Linked DNA regions of Mus musculus: regions 2, 3, 4 and 5 are each linked to region 1. Evidence: chromatin contacts called from public HiCAR-type, HiChIP or PLAC-seq and promoter capture Hi-C data. All regions are on one chromosome and are shown on one strand. The core of a region is the stretch at or near the end of the contact, and the rest is flanking DNA. Distances in the headings are between cores, read along the strand shown.

Region 1 (2,700 bases), core at 124-2,623:
CACATTGCACTTTTAAAATATTTTAAAAAGATTCTCTCTCCAGCATGAGAATGTAAGCCCATAATGATCAGTTAATTTGACATTTCCCTTATGTTCTGAATCCCCAGTGAAGTTTCTACTAGGTCAACTCTCTATCCTTACTTGTTGAGCCAATGGATACATAAGTAAGGGAATTGAGCCTCATAGAAGTAACTTGTCTGTAGAAACACAGGCAATAAGTTGAGCATAATAATAAATTGACGCAATAACCACTTTTTTTTTTTTGATTTTTCAAAACAGGGTTTCTTTGTGTAGTCCTGGTTATCCTGGAACTCACTCTATAAACCAGGCGGGCCTCGAACTCAGAAATCCGCCTGCCTATGCCTCCCAAGTACTGGGATTAAAGGCCCGTGTGACCACTGCCGGCAGTAACCACCTTTTTAAACTACCATGATTACACTGGAAATGTAATATTCCAGGCCAGGCCCCCTCCTGGCTATACTATAGCGGTGGGAATAGGGAAAGAGACTGAATTGCCTGGATTTGGTGCTATATTAGATGTCAAAAGGCTAATAAAAAGATGCAACCTAGGATTTTAGCTTCTGGACTGGGCAAGTAGTGCACTTTTTCAGAAAAAAATAAATACCCCGGGTTAAACAGAAGTAGGAGAGTGGAGGATTTGGCAAGGGATCCCTTTTCACGATTTCTTGGGATTCCTAAGTAGTGTTAATACCATGTAACAAGTAAATCTAAACTTCCAGTGGGGACCGGGGAGTTGGACAGGACAGAAAAGAGCTTAACTCTGAGGTAAGCAAGCGTTTAACACTTAGGGGATTTTTGGTTTGGTTTGGTTTTGGTTTTTGATTTTTGACTTAGAAACAAGATGCTTCTATGTAGCCCTGGATGGTATTAAACTCAGAGCACTTCTCCTGCCTCAGCGTCCCAAACAATGGGACTACAGGAGTCAACCACTAGCTCATCCACAGCAACGTTGGAAGGCTCAAACTCGCGAAAAGCCCTTGAACAAGCAGGCTACTTCGTTTTTCCAAATTTTCTAGACGGTGGCTATCGCTTACACAAGTGGCCAACAAGTGTGGAACGTGGTAGCACCAAGGCCAGGGTGGGTCGGGAGGGCGCGAAGGCACCCAGCAGCCGTGCATGCTGCAGCAGCACGCGAAGGTATGAACCATTCCCAGGAAGCTCGCGCCCCAAACGACTCCCAACTCCCAGCGCGAAACCTCCGCGCGCCACTCGCGTTCCGCGACCTCCAGCCCACAGGGGGCGCTGTGGGCCACCAGGTGCGGCCACGGCGCGAGCGCGCGGTTTCTTCCTGGTGCGCATGCTCGCCACCGCTGCAGGCTGGCCTTTTTTTTTTTTTTTTTTTTTTTTTTTTTTTTTTTTTTTTTCTCGGGCCGCCCCGGCGGCTGCGTACTGGCTGTGGGATGGGAAGTGAAGCCCCAGCGAGCGGCTGCGGCGGGGCTGTGCGGAGCAGCCAGCGGGAGGCGGCGGCGCGGCGGTGAGCAGCCGAGAGCTCGGAGCGGGGCGGAGGAAGCACCTGCAGGCACAGGCGGCGGCTCCACCATGGCGATTCGCAAGAAGAGCAACAAGAACCCGCCGCTGCTGAGCCACGAATTCTTGCTGCAGAATCACGCGGACATCGTCTCCTGCCTGGCGATGCTTTTCCTGCTGGGGCTTATGTTCGAGGTGAGCCCTCCTTCCCGGACCCCGGACCCCTGGCCAGGCCCGCCGACCCTAGCGTACCCGGCCGGAGCTGCGCAGCCCCCCGCGGCCCTGCAGCCCTGGCCCGGTCCGGCCCGCCGCCCCCTCCCGCGCCGCGCAGTTCCTGCTTCCCGCGAAGGGTTACGTGGCAGCCGGCGAGGGGCCGGCGGGGGTGGCGGGCGCGGCCGTGCTGGCCCTGCGCGATGGGCGGACCCGGGGCCGGGGCAGCGGGGCCGGATGACTAACAGGGACCCCTGCTCGACCCCGACCCACGGCCTCGGCCGCTGCCTGCGCGGAGGGCGAGGACCGGGTGTTCGAACCCGGTGGCCCCCTGCCCGCCGACGGCCGCTCGTCCAACTTTCCGCCTGGGCTCTGGACTCTGGGTTCCCGGAGCATCGGGTCTGATCCCGATGCGAGGCTCGCAACAGCTGTGTTGAGGAGTTGAGCGATTTCCTTTCTTGAAGCAGAGGCGATGAGACTGTCAGGAGTGTGTAAATTCTCTTCCCACAGATCTGAGTATTTTGATGACTTATTTAACAGCTGTTGAATGTGGGTAATAAAGTTTGCAAGGTGAACCTGTAACATCCTACGGGTTTTTTTTTTTTTTCCACCTTCCTCAGTACTTCCGCCCACTCCCCTCCCCCTTCCATTTTTTTTTTTTTTATCTGTAAGCCACTGAGTCTCATTAAATATATTGATATATTGATGATTACCATTTTGTCTCCTCTCTCCCTGGCATGTAACCTAGTGAGGATAAATATTTTGTCATCCATTTTTACTAGTCTTTTTCCGCTGTGAAGAATCGAGCTTTAAAGGTTTGAGTTGAAAGCAAGGAACTAATGAAATGAGACAGCCAGTGATGAAAAGTGATTACGATTTTGTTTTTTGTTTTCCATGGAGCCAATTTGGTGTCATTAGATAATTTTCTATGTTATATGATGTTTTTTCTCTTCCAAAAGTCTTTTCTGAATCTACATGTAAGTACTTCTTGTTCTTGATAGT
Region 2 (2,700 bases), core at 188-2,687, 2.2 Mb after region 1:
ATGCATCCTTTTCCTCTTTCTCCCTAGCTCTTCAGCCTAAGCAATAGGAAGCTGCTTTTCAGGTATGTGCTGCGAGGAAGTCATAGGATAGACTTTCTATAGGAAGAATGCAGACTGCGGAACCTCAGGCATCCCAGGTGAGCCTGGCTACTTGAGTACCTGGCACTCCACACTTCCTCAGCTTGGGGTCAGCACCCTGACAACCTGCTGAACCGTAGCACTTAGGTGGTGCCTGCTTTCTGCCCCTAGGTCAGATTTTCCCTCTTGCTTAGCTTTTTTCTTCACTGTGTTCTTGTCATTAATTATTTGAAGGCGAAGGAAAACATCTCAAGACTGTGTCCTCAGAAAACAGGCATGTTTTCCTAAAACCCTTCTCTGCTCCTTTCCATCTCTGAGAACAGTGCAAAGGGTTCTAGTTTCAGCCACTGGACCAGCTTTAACATTTTTCCCCCAGCCGGGCAACCCCTCCACCTTTTTAGGTTCTACGACTGCCCATATTTAAAAGAAGAAAATTCAATATGCAAGATAGTGTGAATTCCCGGTGTGTGTGTGTGTGTGTGTGTGTGTGTGTGTGTGTGTGTGTGTGTAGATGTACACCTGGATTACCTGTCTCAACCTTAGTCCTGCCATATGGCTACTAGATGCATGACAGTCAGATGGCTCCAATTGTCCTGTTAGGCTGAAGTTAGGCCCTCCAGAGCTCACCTGTCAGTGTCTAGGTAACTGGCCAAGTGCCAGCAGGGCCGCGTTCCAGAACACCTAGTGGGACAGTCCTCCCTCTCCCGCGCATTTGCTCAGCCCCCTACCTTTGCTTAAGAAAATTCTGATTTTTTTTTTTTTTTTTCCTGCACCACCACCACCGCCTTCAAAGAGAGCGGGACCATTCCCCACCAGGGCTCCTTACCTCAAACAGAGGACCGATCTTGTTTTTCTCCAGGTAAGCCTGGATTCGGGTTTGTTGACGAGATGCCATGAGAAAACAGATGGGTCAGCAGAGAGAAGACAATGCGCCTCGGCTGGGGACAGCTCTACTCTACCCCAGGGCAGGAGCTCCGAGCCTGAGCTTTCTGGCACAGCGATGGCTAGCAACTCCGTTAGCAGCGAGCCCGAAGGGAGCAGGGCTCAGGGAACCCGGGCGAGGCTCTACCAACTCAGACAACTCCGAGGCAAGGAGAGAACTACATCGCATCCTGCAGCTCGCGCCCACCCGCTCTCCGCTTTCCGCAGCACCGCCGCCGAGGCGAAATCGCGGGCAGAGGCTGGTCTGTCCTCTGGGCGGCAGCAGCAGCAGGAGCCGGTGGCCGAAGGCGAGTGTCTGTGCAGTGCCTTCGCGAGCCGAGCGGGGGACAGCGCCGGCCGCAGGGGCGACAGCGCGCGGAACCGCCCAGAGCGCGCCACGGTGTGCGCCCAGCTCCTGGCTGCCAGGAACCAGCACCCAAGCTGCTCCCCGAGGCGGTGCTCGCTCCCTAGCGACAGAGCCGCTCAAAAAGCCAATGGTAAAGGTGCTTCTTTCAAAGTGCACATAAATCTGGTGCTTGTTGGCTACTCCTTGGCAGCTACACCCGCAGTTCCAAACCACTCAGCTTGATCTTCTCCTGGCCCAGCGCTCTGCCTTCACTAGGCTGGGATGAGAAAAAGCCGGAGATGAGAACTATGGCTGGGTTTTGCCGCGAAAACAAAGTTGCTTATGTTAAAAAGAAAAAAGAAAGGAACAGATATATCTATCTTGGCCTTGAGCAAGTCAGCCACAACCGGCGTTGCTGCCTGAGAACTGATTGAAAATTCCCGAAGTACAGACACCCAAAGGCTGGAAGCAACCCTTAGGCATTTGGCAGGGAGATGAAACAAAAGCAAGCCAGCTCTCTCTGCTTCCAAGTTTGCCTACACCTTCAGCTCTGTCTGCTACACCTCTGGCTACAGCTCAGGGGCTCTGAGCTCCCACCCAACAGTTATTCCTCCAGATACTTCAGAAGCACATCAACTTTACCTCATACCTTCTTACTATGAGACGACTTTTCAAGGTTAAGATCTGCAGTTATCACAAGGTTCCGTGTAGAGTTCTTTGCATTTAAAAAACCAAAAAACGATATAAAGCACTAAAACCCCAAAGATGAGTTGTCTGGTTCTAAACCATTTTGTATTGCCAAATCAGAACGTTTATACTAAAACTGTTGGCTGTCTCTACAATAATAGGCACGGATTTCTTTAAAACCAACTGCGACAGTGTAGATTTCTTCTTTTTCTGCACTGTGTTCAGGTTTCTGTGACCTGTATCTGTCCAAGCTTTTTCTCTCCGTTTTAAATTATCTAAGCATTGTGCAATAGTTAAGATGAGAATGGATTGTTCCAGGAAGTATTATAATAATTGCCTTTAATAATTCACATACACGAAATCTACTAGAGGAATTGGGCTATTAGCCACTATTGATAACTCGAAGCAGACATGATTTGGGGTGGAAAGATGTCAGAGCTGTTACTTTTACAATCAGCCTCATGACCCACCAGGTACAGGCAGGAGTAATGAACAGTGAGGAGTCCTGGTCTGTCACGTATTTCCTGTAACAGTTCAAAACTACAGTTACTTATGTACTTTTTCATAAGATTGGGAGATACTGACTATACATTAAATATGTTGTAGACTTGGCGTGAAGCCCTGTGAGTCACCTAAAGGCCCAAGTATTTTAAATTCCACATTGTACT
Region 3 (2,700 bases), core at 39-2,538, 2.2 Mb before region 1:
CTTTGTATTTTAGGAAGTAGTATACATATGTAAAGGTTTCCATTGAACTTGTTCAATTCATAATCAACTTTATAACATTTATTTCTTTTTTGTTTGGTTGGTTGGCTTTTCGGGACAGGGTTTCTCTGTATAGACCTGGCTGTCCTGGAACTCACTTTGTAGACCAGGCTGGCCTGGAACTCAGAAATCCGCCTGCCTCTGCCTCCCAAGTGCTGGGATTAAAGGCGTGTTTGAACAAACACAAAGATACACTTGGCAGTGAATATGTACACTGGTAAGCCAACCATATTCCTGGATGTCTCTCACCAACACACAGGCCAGAAGACAAACTTGGGTCTGAGTTTTCAGGCACTGTCAAACTTTTTAAACATTTAAACAAAAGATTCATTTATTTTTATTTTATGAATATGGGTATTTTACCTGCACGTCTGTCTGTGTAACATGTGTATACAGTGCCCGTTGAGGCCAAAAGACGGAAATTTGATCCCCTGGAGTTTAAAAATCCTTCCTCCCCAGGCCTTTGTTTTTGGCCTTCCACTGGCCTAAAGCTTGCCAAATTGGGTTGGGCCAGGGGTCAGTGAGCCCTAGTCACCGGTCTTCCCAGCGCTGTAAGTATATGTGTATGGCATAGGCTCTGGGGATCAAACGCAGGTTCCCTGGCTTGCAAGATAAGCATTGACAAGCTGTACTACCTCCCTTGGCAGCCGCATCCCGGCCCTTCTTAAATGTTTCTATATTCATCTGTTAGAGTTTGGCTCCAGAAGCAGCGGTAGCAACTGGGCTGGCTCCCTTTAAAACAAACAAACAAACATTCTGTCCAGGGGACGCGGAAGGCGTGGGGGCGGGAGCCAGGACTTCCAGCAAACAGGAAGCGGCCGGTTTCGCGCCGTCTCCCGCCTGGGATCCCGCCCCGGTGTGTGCGGGGCAAGCAGGTCTCGGCCGCGACGCAGCCTCCGGCCCGGGAGCCCGCACTCACCCTCGGCGCTGTCACGAGTACGACGAAAGTCCTCGGAGCGGCCGTCACGGAAGGCTCGGCACAGAGACAGGCAGAGGAAGTCGAGCATCCAGCCCGCAGCCACGGCCTCCACCTCAGCCACAAGCTCCGCGTTCTCCATCTCTCTCGGGGTCCCCAGCTGAAGCTGGCACTGGAGCAGCTCCGCGTCGTCTCCCACCTCCTCCTGCTCTGGAGAATCCGAATCTGTCCAGCCCTCACGGCTCGGCGCGTCCCGGGCCGCTGAGGAGACCGTCTCCGCCATGTTAAACCGAAAGCGCTCGCCGTGCCTCAGCTGGCGCCGTGCGCTGATTTGCTCGCGGTGGGCGTGGAAGTCAGCCAATCGCATCGCTAGGGTGGGCTAGTGGCTGGAGCTTGGCTTCCGATTGGCTGAGAACTGCTAAATTCCTTGTCGATCCGAGCCCAGGCGTTTTGGATAGTGTAGCTTCTGGATGATAGGCTAAGATACATTTTAAAAAATGCAATCTGCGCTGGAAACAGGGTAGTTAAAACCGAGAGGTTTTTGACTGCAGATTTTGACTGCATGGCACTGCGCGTCTATAATCCCAGCAGCACTCAGGAGGTGGAGACAGGAAGATTAGGAATTAGGGCCATCTTCAACTACAAAGTCTAGGCCAGCCTGGAGCACTTGAGCGTTATGGCAGCAGCAGCACCAGAAATTTTAACTTGTCGCCATAAACATGAGCATTTAACCCTGTTACACTGTAATCACACTGTCTTTCTACCCTATGTGTTCATTTTATTGAAATCCGGGGTTATTAAAGCTGAAATTGCTGGGCTCTGATTTTTCACTAAAGTTCTGCCTGGGGTGAGCGGGTAGGATGGTGCTGACCCTGGAATTCGCAAGTCTAGTCAGTTCCCCATGAATGCTGAGACTGTTAGTCCCAGGACCACATTTTGATCACTATTACTGTACAATGTTTGCATTGAATGAAAGTATAACAACGTAAAAACAGAATTCTAGGCCTTTAGGCCCAGGCTTGGGAATGTGGCCTTTGTAAAGGTATGCTAATCATAAAAGAGATAGCGACATTCCTCTACCCACCCGCTTCCTGGGTTCAAAGAGTGCTCATTCAAAGAAAGTCACCCTGGCCATTACCAGAACCTGCAATGCAAATGTGCTATTGTTAGGGGCTCTTAGAAGCTGTCTTGAGAGTTAACAATTACCAGGTATTCCTTGTGACTCTATTAACTTTACACTTCCTTGTGACTCTTAACTGGTATCTTTGGTATCTTCCAACAACGCCCTCCCCACTTCCTTGAGTTTCGGTTTCTTCCTTTAAATACCCCCTTACCCAGCTACTGGGGCGCCACGGTCCTCTACCCCTGCGTGGTGTATGACCATGGGCCCGAGAGCGCTCTTGAATAAAAAATCCTCTTGCAATTTGCAGCAAGACCCGTTTCTTGTGGGTGATTTTGGGGTGTCGCCTCTCCTGAGTCAGAACGTGGGGGAGCCCTCACATTGTGGGTCTTTCATGACCATGAGGGCATATTACCCCCAGGCTCTAGAGATGGTGTTGCAGTAAATATTATTTGGGGGTTCTACCCTGTGGGGAATTGCAGGTTGGTCTCCAGTTGAGCTGAGGTCTTAACCCCGATGGTCATAATGCACCTTCATGACACAGTAGGCGTTCCCTCATGCTCCTGGAACTCTGGCTCCTGCCTAAGTTACCGCCCCCCCCCCCACA
Region 4 (2,809 bases), core at 105-2,604, 2.5 Mb before region 1:
TGCTGGCGGCCGCCTGTTTGTCCCACAGCGTCCGTCCGTCCGTCCAGTCCCGCTGCAGCGGCGGTGACAGCCGCGAGTTAGGCGACGCGCGCTGCCCTCATGGCCAAGCCGCCGCCGCCCGAACGTCCCCGGCGCTGCTGCAGCGGCTCCCCGTCTTCCTAGGACAGGGGTGCGCCGAGCGGATGCGTCGGGACGCGGGAGTTGTCAACTTGACTCAAGTTGCGGGAGGGTGCGGGCAGCGCCGGGAAGGGCCGACTTGCGGGGCGCACGCGAGGGCTGCCAACCGCTCGAGCTGCCAGCGCGACTCGGGTCCCCTGCCCTGCACTCGCGCCGCTGTCACTCGGGCACGGGGCCCCGCAGCGTCTGAGCGTTCCCAGCCGGCTCTGAGGTAGCTCCACACTCCGCGCTATATAACCCACCGCCGGGAAGCGCCGGCCGCTGCAGTGGCATCGGCCCTCCCTCAGCTCGGCCCTCCCCGCCCCCGGTCGCACCCCGCCCCCGGCCCAGCCTCCCCTCCCCGCTCGCCCTCCCGCCGGCCGCCCCACCGCGCGGGGCAGCCCCTCTTCCACGACCGCGGCCGAAGGCTCCCGCCCTCGTCGTGCCACTCTTCGCGGCTCACGCCCCCTGCTGAGGGTCGCCGTGGCTTGCGCCTGCCGGGTCCCGCAGCAGCGAACCCCCCCATCCTCCTCGGACCTTCGGGTCATCACTCTTCCCGGTCTCGCTGCTTTCGCCAACCGAGGGACTGTGGACCTGGCGGCCGATGATCAGGCGCTGCGGAAGACAGCCCGGCAGTCGGGCGGAAAAAGGACCTCGGCAGCGCAGCCGAGGTGGGGGAGCAGGGCTGCGTGGCCACGGGCCGCAGAGAGCCGGAGGAGGTGACAGACAGTGATTTCATAGCTCAGCTAGCCGCTGAGGACGTGAAGCCTCATACTCTAGTGAGCCTAATGGGAATCACCGCCGCGAAGGCTGCCCAGAGTGTCGGTCAACGTCGCCCTCCAGCCCCGCGGGTTATGCAGCGACGCATGCTGGGACTTGTAGTTCACATCCCTGAACATGCCTTTTGGGTCCAACGAATTCCGCAGAGCCTGACCCTAGGGTTGTCAACGCAACCTGGAGAAATTAAGCCCAGAGCTGACGAGGTGTCCCCACTCTATTCATTAAAAAAAAAAAAAAAAAAAAAAAAAATGTATTCAGTGCATTTGTTTTCCGATGAGTTTTACCATAAAGTTGGCTGGCCGTGACTAAGCCAAGCTGTTCATTTTGCGCCAGCAAAGTGCAAAAATCTCAATTCTAGATTATTTTCCGGCTTATCTCAGGACAGCTATAAGGCGTGGGGCTTCGCGCCCTGAGACCTTTAAGGAGACAGTGCGCATGCGCCACCTTTCTCTCTTCTTTTCCGGCTGGAACCATGGAGGCTGTTCCGTAAGTCGATTCTTCTCTCCCCCAGAATCCTTCTCCATCCCCCAAACTAGAGGCATTTTGTCTCACTTTTCCTGTATCTGAGTGTAGCCTGGAACCACTGCCTGCCTGTCTGGGTGTTTGTGACGCCGTGTGGTACTAGGAGGGAGTGCGGGGGGCCTCCGCGCGGAGGCCTTGGCAGTACCAGGAGCAAACTGAGGGCAGACTGCGGATCCGGCTACTTGGGCGGAGGTCCGTTCTTCGGTAGAATGTATTCCGCGGAATCATGGAACGAGATCCTTTGTAGCTAAAGTTATCTTAGCCGGCTGCTTACCGGCAGCCTCCTGCATATGGAGCTTGAGACTTGATCGAGGATCAGTGAGTCCTGGAACCCAAAAAGTGTGCAGTACAGTTTTTTCAGTGTGACTTGACAACTTGTAACAATTCACAGGCCAGGACTGATGGCTGGGGTTAGGCATAAATCTCTTTAATGTCATACATGTTTACCTTTAAGTAAGGTGTGTATAACGTGAAGGTTGTGGGCATGAACGCTGCATCTCCAGTAGAGCTTTCGGGAACGACGGAGATGCTAGATGCTGCCGGTTTGAGTGGGTGACAGTTTTAACGTAGTTCTGAGCACCTAGTGTGTGTGATACATCACCAGGAAGTTTTTTGACCTACTAGTAATTCTCTACAAACAACAGAGAGAAGAAAAAGAAGGTTGCCACTGTGCCAGGAACCCTTAAGAAAAAGGTTCCTGCTGGGCCAAAAACTCTCAAGAAAAAGGTTCCCGCTGTGCCAGAAACCCTCAAGAAAAAGCGAAGGAATTTCGCAGAGTTGAAGGTGAAGCGCCTGAGGAAGAAGTTTGCCCTGAAGACAGTAAGTAAACTTTGGAGGTCTTTAGTGGGCCAGGGAGCTTATTGGGACTGAGCGTGGGGTGAGATTGAAGAGAGATCTTCCTGGTTTGATATTCTCAAGTCATCCTTGTATAAAACTGATGCTGTGCTCTGTTTCAGAGCCAAGAATTATGACTGACTGGCCATTGGTTTTTCAGCTTCGAAAGGCAAGGAGGAAGCTCATCTATGAGAAGGCAAAGCACTATCACAAGGAGTACAGGCAGATGTACCGCACTGAGATTCGGATGGCCAGGATGGCAAGGAAAGCTGGCAACTTCTATGTGCCCGCAGAACCAAAGCTGGCCTTTGTCATCAGAATTCGAGGGTGAGTTCACTTTGCATCGTGTTCTGGCAGCAATGGCTGTATTGTGCCTGCCCTTAGGAAGGGGGCCGAGAATTACGGGGGGCGGGAAGTTGTTTGTGAAACCTGTGCCTAAGCTGCTTGCTCTGACTGCATTTCAGTGTCCTGTAGTTGTCTAAGAGCTTAAAAACAGTTTACTTAGTATCATTCAGTC
Region 5 (2,700 bases), core at 2-2,501, 2.6 Mb after region 1:
CTGGCTGTAAATTCTTTGTATTTTCCGCAATGAGGAAAATTCCATCCTTAGGTGATGTCTCAGGAGTTCATTTTCCCACAGTTTTTCCTCTTCTGCTCTGAGACTGAATGAAATGATTTGGGGGCAGAATTCCAGTGAGTCAAACTGGGACCTGGAAACAGCTCCTGCCCAGTCTGTGAAACCCTGAAATTGTCGACTCGAGGTGAGTTTCATGATACCATTTTCAAGTGGTCGGCGTGCACAGGAGACTAGGACCCAAGTGGAGGGCAGATTTAAATCAGGAGAAAGAAGATTGTAGAGCTGTGAGGGAGGCGCACACATGTGGCTTTAATATGCAACAGCTGCCAGGGATGGTGACCCCGCTGCTCTTGCTCCTTCGCCTCCACCCTCAGAATCCAACGTTTCAATGATTATACCTAAAGGGACTTCACTGCTGTTGATCTAATAACCGACTCCGGCTACACAACATTCAAGGACTTTTAAAACACTGCATGTACCTGAAGGTAGCAAATTGAGACACAAAATCAAAACAAAATATGAGCCGAAAGAAAGAGGATAAGGAAAATGACACAATGAAATTTGCCCTGGGAGATGGATAAAGAAAATTAAGCGCAGATGGAACAGGCAGAATGGCCACTGGTTAACTTCTCCCACGCGAGTTCTTCAAGGCCTTGGCCACTCTGCACCCGTTCATCTACAGGTCTGTCCCCCGAGTCCCCGCGGTCCCCGCGTCACCTTTACGGATGCCGGGTGCTGGCGCAGACAATGCTCCAGACTTGGTGCCGTGCGCGGGGCCGGCTACTCACCGACACCAGGAACTCCAGCGTGCCCACGTAGTCGCGCTCGGTCTTCTGCAGCTCGCTGAGCACGCACACGCGCAGGCGAAGCTGCTTGTCTACTTCCCTGGCGCTTTCGTCGCTCATGGTGGCCGGCGGGGCGCGGAGCTGGGGGCAAGTGCGCTGCCCCGCGCCTGCTGCCGCCACTGCCGCCACTGCCGCCAGCAAAGTTGCCGCCTCTGCCGAGTCCCAGCCGGAACGCGTAGCTTCACATGCTGGCCGGAGGCCGGGGTGTGGGCAGAGGACTGTGCTCGGGCTGCGGTGCGAGCGCGGGACGCGCGGGACGCGCTGGACTCAGAACGGGACAGTCCCCGGAGAGCGGGAACCCAGCCCGGCCCGCTGCTCCGGCCTCACGCGGCTCCAGCCCGAGGGGAGGCGGCTCCAGCCACAGCGGTGACTTGGACATCAATCAAATGCTTTCAATCCATGTGACTCCGACCCTTTACCCTTAGCCAAATCTCAGGAAAAAGGAAACACAACCCTGGGGAAGTGTATCCTGCCAGCTAACTAAACACACACACACACACACACACACACACACACACAGGATGGAACTAATCCGAGGTTCCCAAACCTAGAAGGACACTTGTGAGGGCTGCTCTTGGGAATCCCGCCCACTGTTTAGCTTTAATGTGTTTTGCACCAAGTCTGAAAGCAAAGAAACAAGTCCCCGCGGTTACATAACTGCTTGGGAACAAAACAACCACACCACTGACCCTCCCGCGTTTGACAAGGAACACATTGATTTTGAGTTTTCGTCTACTACGAAACAGGTTCGGTTTATAGAAAAAAACAGCAAACAATGTTATTTCACAGGCAGACAACCTCTGTCAAAGCTTGAAATGTCAATTAGTGTGATAAATGAGGACATCAGAGCAAAGTAGCAGCCCTTACCTATGCACTGATTCACATAGAATAAGCATCACCCTGGCTGAGTACTTTGTAACACCGGGTGTATCTAAATTTTTTAAGTCTCACTGTAGTATTTCACTATCAGTTTAAATTCAAGAATATTTGTTCTCAGCTGTTTCCAAGAATTGTAATTTTAAAAAGATACAAATGTTGGATGAGGATGCATAGTAGGTGATTGACAGATGATACCTGAAAGACAGGTGGATGATAGCTGATTGACAGAGGACACACAGAAGCTAGTTATGCTTCAGTTTTGAAATGGAATGGCCAACGCATTTGATTTTAATGTTTAAGTTTATTGAATTCTCCCTTGGGACCAGAACCAAAACCTATAAATCTAACAAACCAAGTGATCCATTTGCATTTCCATCTAGATATTATCAACACATACTTTCAGAGCCATTTTTTCTACTTTACATAGTGTACAGCTAATGACATTTAAATAAATGGAAGTCGCACTCCTGAGGCAAGGAAGAGGCGGCCAAACTTGTTCCAAGATTCAGCAACCTGAGATAAACTAAAGATGTTTCCCTCGTTATTTACACTAAAGTTATCTCCAGTTTCCCATAAGTCTTTTCAAAATATGATTGTGACTTCCATGAAACAAAAAGGAATCTCGTACCTTCTTCTCATATTAAAGATTCAATATTTGAATAATATGAATGACGCTGATGGGAAAGGTAGCTTTTCTGTTTCCCTTGCATCTGGCTATTTAGAGGCAGCCAGGAGCAAAGGGCAAATAGTGTGGACAGCTTCACACAATAGCAGAAGAACAAAGGACGCAAAAGACAGACCTCACAGAGCCTGGTAAACAATAAACAAAAGAAACCAGAAAGCAGAGGAAATACACCCAACAGCTAGTGGGAATCAACCTCTCTGTGTTCCACAGGTAGTAGTGAATGAATGCACTTTTTGCCCCCAAGAGAAAAAAATGATATAAACAAGACAGAGT

The links. Promoter capture Hi-C pulls out the DNA fragments that hold promoters and counts their contacts. HiCAR-type assays count read pairs that join an accessible place to other places. HiChIP or PLAC-seq counts read pairs in DNA pulled down with a chosen protein or histone mark.
Region 2: a promoter capture Hi-C map of hippocampal neurons shows a contact between it and region 1, with 5 times the contacts expected there. The contact joins the promoter of A830018L16Rik here to the promoter of Tram1 in region 1. A contact is called at or near these places in 2 of 39 promoter capture datasets (embryonic stem cells and hippocampal neurons).
Region 3: a HiCAR-type map of astrocytes shows a contact between it and region 1, with 6 times the contacts expected there. The contact joins the promoter of Terf1 here to the promoter of Tram1 in region 1. A contact is called at or near these places in 1 of 39 promoter capture datasets (pre-B cells), 1 of 484 Hi-C or Micro-C datasets (CD4 T cells), 2 of 115 datasets of contacts at active chromatin or transcription factors (astrocytes and embryonic stem cells) and 2 of 9 other capture datasets (adipose tissue and liver).
Region 4: an H3K27ac HiChIP or PLAC-seq map of thymic regulatory T cells shows a contact between it and region 1, with 15 times the contacts expected there. The contact joins the promoter of Rpl7 here to the promoter of Tram1 in region 1. A contact is called at or near these places in 4 of 39 promoter capture datasets (hippocampal neurons, liver and pre-B cells), 3 of 115 datasets of contacts at active chromatin or transcription factors (astrocytes, regulatory T cell precursor and thymic regulatory T cells) and 2 of 9 other capture datasets (adipose tissue and liver).
Region 5: a contact with region 1 is called in a promoter capture Hi-C map of cranial neural crest. The contact joins the promoter of Prex2 here to the promoter of Tram1 in region 1. A contact is called at or near these places in 2 of 39 promoter capture datasets (cranial neural crest and hippocampal neurons) and 1 of 115 datasets of contacts at active chromatin or transcription factors (astrocytes).

The regions. Positions count from the first base shown.
Region 1 is chr1:13,588,583-13,591,282 of GRCm38.p6, reverse strand. It overlaps Tram1 (translocating chain-associating membrane protein 1), which reads left to right and starts at 1,373. Exons shown (of 11, transcript NM_028173.5): 1 at 1,373-1,683. The coding sequence starts at 1,561.
Region 2 is chr1:11,412,842-11,415,541 of GRCm38.p6, reverse strand. It overlaps A830018L16Rik (RIKEN cDNA A830018L16 gene), which reads right to left and starts at 1,437. Exons shown (of 14, transcript NM_001160369.2): 1 at 905-1,437. The coding sequence starts at 973.
Region 3 is chr1:15,804,234-15,806,933 of GRCm38.p6, reverse strand. It overlaps Terf1 (telomeric repeat binding factor 1), which reads right to left and starts at 1,288. Exons shown (of 10, transcript NM_009352.3): 1 at 977-1,288. The coding sequence starts at 1,256.
Region 4 is chr1:16,102,978-16,105,786 of GRCm38.p6, reverse strand. It overlaps Rpl7 (ribosomal protein L7), which reads left to right and starts at 1,354. Exons shown (of 7, transcript NM_011291.5): 1 at 1,354-1,422; 2 at 2,103-2,277; 3 at 2,453-2,619. The coding sequence starts at 1,409.
Region 5 is chr1:10,992,016-10,994,715 of GRCm38.p6, reverse strand. It overlaps Prex2 (phosphatidylinositol-3,4,5-trisphosphate-dependent Rac exchange factor 2), which reads right to left and starts at 1,251. Exons shown (of 40, transcript NM_029525.1): 1 at 807-1,251. The coding sequence starts at 923.